Linked DNA regions of Aedes albopictus: region 2 is linked to region 1. Evidence: chromatin contacts called from public Hi-C data. All regions are on one chromosome and are shown on one strand. Each heading gives the region's core, a stretch centred on a gene start, on an enhancer-like site or on the middle of the called end of the contact. The rest is flanking DNA. Distances are from core to core; before and after follow the strand shown. Region 1 holds the start of LOC109429924 (5'-3' exoribonuclease 2 homolog). Region 2 holds the start of LOC109429690 (mucin-5AC).

Evidence for each region. Hi-C and Micro-C count contacts between places; a contact is called where the count stands out from the background.
Region 2: a Hi-C map of whole body shows a contact between it and region 1, with 5 times the contacts expected there. The contact joins the promoter of LOC109429690 here to the promoter of LOC109429924 in region 1. A contact is called at or near these places in 2 of 3 Hi-C or Micro-C datasets (embryo and whole body).

Annotation. Positions count from the first base shown.
Region 1 is chr1:229,283,918-229,286,617 of AalbF5, forward strand. It overlaps LOC109429924 (5'-3' exoribonuclease 2 homolog), which reads right to left and starts at 1,414. Exons shown (of 4, transcript XM_029870852.2): 1 at 1,121-1,414; 2 at 1-899. The coding sequence starts at 1,195.
Region 2 is chr1:230,065,514-230,068,213 of AalbF5, forward strand. LOC109429690 (mucin-5AC) reads right to left here and starts at 1,310. Exons shown (of 7, transcript XM_019705704.3): 1 at 1,179-1,310; 2 at 818-1,087; 3 at 1-755. The coding sequence starts at 689.

The sequences.
Region 1 (2,700 bases), core at 164-2,663:
TCATACTTGAACGGTAGGTTGGGCATGTCGAGTTCCTTCGCGAGGTACTCCTTAAGTACATTTAGACGGACGAAAATGAACTGGGTCTCAGCGCCCGGGGGAGGTGGCGTCCGGTTAATGTCCCGTTCCGATTGCAACCCGGTACAATCCTTCATTTCATGACCCATTATCTGGCAGATATCGCAAGGTCGTTCCTTGTTGGGCAAGAACTCCTCCCTGATTATGGTGAAATGCGTCTCGTGAGTGGCCAGACCCAACATGATCAAATCGGCATCCGCACCGCAAAGGACGTGATGCGTGTTCGGATCGTGATCCGGTTGCGCTCTCTGCTTCCTAATATAGTCCATAATTTTATGTTCACCTTCGCCGGGAACATTAGCATCCGACAAAATGATCTTCAGCCCTTTCCAACCGGGATTATTGTTCATCCGATCGTGCACATAGTATTGCAGGCATTTACTCAGCCTGTCCATGAACGGCGTTCCAGGAGTGATGCAATTGGAATCAAAGTGAGCTCCCTTCTCTTTCTCCGGAGGTAAAATGCATCCCTTGGCCTTCAACTCCTCGCGGATCTTCTGGACCTCTGCCGCTTTTTCCGCAGCTTCCTTAGAAGCTCGGAACCGTCGTGATCGCTGTTGGTTCATTTTAGCTCGCGGGGCCACACCATCAATCGCCATATAGAGCAACTTCCGCGGCCGCACAATGTTCATCAAACGATCAATGCACTCGAAGATGGCCACCATCATCTCGTCTTCGTCCTTCGGGGCCGGTTTGTCCTCCGGATGCGTACAAGGATGGATAATCCCGTTCATATCCAGATACAGATTGTCAAACTCCACCTTGTTCGGGTTTGGTTGGGTCATATCGTCGTACAACGGATTTCCGTGCTCATCGGATTGCTGCAAGACAAAGCCATAAATAAACATTAGTCTGTTATCAAACAGCGGAACAAAACAAAGATGGTGTACAATGACATACAATGAGGTTATGGAAAATTCCAAAGGAATCTTACCAAAAATCATCACAAATCTTAACTAAATTTAATATCGCAGCAAATTATTATAACAGCGCACTGAATATTCCCTCAAAACATCCTAAAATTACCAAAACCAATCCTCACCTTCTGCTCCACGCACTCGATGATTACGGACGGATACTTCCGCGACAACCAGCGAAAGAATGCTGGTACTCCCATGGCAGCGGCGTTTCGGCTTTCCTCCTTTCAAGATCTGTACCACACCGGTCACTTCGCGGATGTAAATCGGAGCTTTTCACACGGAAATATGCGCGTTTTTTGCCACGGGGCAAACAAAAACTTTTCTTCCGAGCGAAAGATGAAAATCGCTCGCGCTGCTGCTGAAGACGATGCGACCTCACACCAAACACATTCGATCGATGACGCACGGTGACGTTTGACTGTGAACTGACACGCAAAACAAGTGCATCAGGACGCAGCCATGGATCCGTCCATAATAGGAATACACGGAAAAATATTAAAACCCAAAAAATAAGTTTTAAAAACTCAAATTTGGCTAAACTGCTTTTAGTTTTAACTCAAAGTTGGGTTGTTTTCTCCCTCGCCCCACCGCAATGTTGTCGAAAACAAAGAGAGAAGCACCGACGCATCCGCTGCTCTTCCGTGGAAGAAGCCAAATTTGGGTTTTCTTGAGTTAACCCAAATTTGCGTCATTTGAGGCCTCCGTTGGGTGAAAATAACTCACCAGTGGGTTAATTTTTTTTGCCGCTCTCAAACGAGAACTACTCACTCACCACTTTCGCTGTTTGACGCAAATTTGAGTTATTCCACGGAAGACCGGGATTGCGTCAAAACAACTTAAATTTGGGTTGATTTGTAGTTCCGTGTAGAGTTAGGGTGTGAACCATTTCGCTTGTTCGTTTAACTTTTAGTTAAAATTTGACACTTCGACAGTTATTTTGCGTCCGGTTAAAAATAACCCTACTCCCGACCAGGGTTAGTTTTGACAGTTCGATAGTTATTTTTTGTTCGCAATGATTTGGCTGCGTACTGTATTTTGTTCCAAATAACTACTCGTTTGTCACATTTCAAATGGGTCGCCCTCGTGGTTATTTTTAAACCATCCGATGAAAAATAACCACCAAAGTGTCATATTTTAACTAAAAGTTAAACGAATAAGTGAAATGGTTCACACCCTTAATAAACTATAGAGGACGAACGCTGCTGTTCCCTTTGTTCTCGCTCGCAAACATGTCGGGTATCTATCTGTCAAACTGCATACTTTTTCGCTTTGACACTTATAGCCCGGCCTATCTCCGCCAGCAAGAGATGTTTCGGCAGCGACGCCAGCGACATTCTTCCTCTATAGTTTATTAACTCTATTATAATAGGGCACTGCATACGGCGCTTGCTAAAATATACTCAAAAATGTAGCACAGACAAACGCACAAACCAGCTGGTTTGTTTCAAACCGTAATTTCTAGTTTAATGTAACAAAACTTCAGTGTTTAAAACAACTAATTATTTAGCCTGAAATTCAACAAACTTGTTTGTTGTTTCAAACTACACTGATTTTGCTCCGTGAAGCAGTGTCGTTGTTTTAAGCGTATTTTTGCCATGAACAAAGCAATAAAAACAAAAACATTGGACGCCATGTTGAATCGAATGCTGAGTCTGATTCTGATGGCCCTTCGTCATCCCCCTGCTTAACTGTTACTCAGCCA
Region 2 (2,700 bases), core at 60-2,559, 780 kb after region 1:
AAATCAGTAAAATCATTTTCGGTGTTGTCGTCGAAACGGCTACAGGGATCTTCGGCCGCAATAGGGGTGATGGCGGCGGGATCCGGAACCGCTTCCGGGGCCGGATGGTCCGGGTCGAGTTCTTGAGGTGAAGAATCCCGTTCGCTGGTTTCATTTTCTGACAGCTGAACTGGTGTAGCAGATTTCGAAACTTCTGCATCTAGGTGCAAGGACGGTATGCTAATATTGTCCTCGGCTCCCGGTATGCTCGACTCTTCTTGTGGTTGCGGTGGGTGAAAAGCGAAATCTTGAAATTCGTCATCACTTGGAACATCATTCTCAGAAAAGTTGTTTTGAGATAGTATCAAGGACGGTGGACTTTCGTTCCTCGATTGGTCCGGTTCCACTTCACATGTCACATCTTCCGGTACGGCTTGTGGGATCGGAAGAGGCGAAATGACTTTTTCTTCTTTCCGTGGACTTCCTTCTACCGAAGGTGATTTTCGGACTCGTCTCACAGGGGAATCGAAATCAGGCAGTGGAGGTGGCACAGGCGTTGGCAAATCTTCACTTCCTTCGGCAGGTGGTACCGAATTGAAGTCGTCAAAATCATCCTCCGGGTCCGGCAAATCCACTTCATCCTCCTCCTCATCGTCGAAATCCATTGGAGGCGGAGTATGACAAACCAGTGGAGGAATTTGACTAGACATATTGTAGTGACCTTGAAACTTCTCTCGTTATATCTAATTATGATGAATCAGGACTGAATTCAGTATCTGTAAATGAGGTAATTAAAAATTAACAATCAAAATAGCATGCATTAAACAAAGAAACTAACCTTCCTGAAATTAGCTCCAACAACCTAATCATATGACGTTTCCAGCAAATTTTCCAGAAACTCTTTTTCTCGCAGCTGCCAACCAACCAGCCATCCAAGCAAAATCGATCGATGATGGTGCAGCTCGAAGAAACACTTTTTCTTCACATCCAAAACTCCTGAACAAAGGCCAACTTCCGTTGTATGTAGTCGGACGTTACCTTGCCACAAATATAGCACTTTTACCAGCCACCGAACTCAGGAACTCCGTTCTTTTCCCCTTTGTTTCTACTGCGAATGGAGAATCAATTAAAGTTCCGTTCCAGGTAAATTCGCTCACTTGAATGATAGACCAGGGAAAAAAATATGACACACTACTCACTCTGGGCCCTGCTGGTACTCTGGCTGCAACACACCTGTATTTTCCAACTCTTTCCTTCTCATTGGTGGCCTGCTCTCTGTTGGTGCTCCGTCGTTTTCGTCGATGCTGCTTTGGCTGAGCAACAACGGAGTACTGTTTTATGAATGACACATTACACAATGAAAGATGATTTCACACACACAAACACAACTGACAGTCGTTCCAATTGGAAATTGTGGGTGGAACGGACTAGTCAAAACGGAGCAACAAATAACGCAGCCACTGACTGTCAGCAACAAACAAGCTACACGAAACATCCTAGCGCCAGGTGAATTTTGGAAAAATCTGGATGATTTAGGAAGATTTGTCTGGAAAAGTCTGGATTTGCGTAAAAACCTTACAAATTCCGGGCAAAAACCTTACAAATTCCGAGCAAAACCTTACAAATCCGGAAAATAAATGTCTGGATCTTCCAGACTTTTGTTAAATGAGACCTCAAAAATCTGGATAAATCCAGATAAATCTGGAAGGTTGGCAACGCCGAAACTAGAATTCAGTAACAAATTTTGAAAACGACGTATACCCGCATAGAAATATATCGTTCAAGCTATCGTTCATATCATAAGAATTTAATTCGTGGAATGATTATTACAACAGCAACGATGGGTTTATGATTCGATGATTGAAGTTTCTGAATTGACATTATTCAATACTTTACGAGTATTATTACACTTATGATAACGATACCATTAACGATATATGAATAATTGTTTATCTTTCCTTTTTGCAAGTTCGACGATTAATTTTACTGCCCATAACTGCATATTTGTAACATTTGCAGTTTTTGTCAAAATTGAGTTGATACCGGGGCTCATCTCCAAATCATCAGTACTTTCATCTATCCAAATGAACTTTACAAGTTTGTTCCAAAAAATGTGAAAAAAATACCAAGTCGTTTTGTCTCATTAACAAATATTAACGAATGTAACCGCATAACAGTCACACTGGAAATACATAACGTCTCATAATGTACAACCAATCATATTTTGCTCTAATATTTTTTTGAACTATTCGCCCAGCATACAAGAAGAGCTGTAGAAGATTTCATTGCGAAGTAAATTACTTTGAATTTTTGCCAAATTTTAGAAATTTAGATCCTTTTCCATACTAGTGCAAGTTGCAAACTTTGAGCTCAATTTTCTCCAATGCCTACTTTTGTCGAATGTGACTGTTATGCAGTTATGGGCAGTTTAGCTTTCGTGAGTTTTCACAATGTTTAAACAATACAATGGCCATAGTAAGCATGAAATGCACATGTTGTTTCCATATTGTGTGTAATAGTGACAGGATTCGATACTTCTGAGCAGACAAAATAAACTGCACAACATTGATAGCTCCAATTTGCTCTACCAGAGAACGCGTTGTCACCTCGGTTGTCACTAAGAGCTGCTTCGCTTGACGGATGCTGTTTCCATGCCTGCAGCTTGTTTCGGCTAATTACTGCAAACTTACCGGATCACATGCAAAACCGGAATCTCCAAAG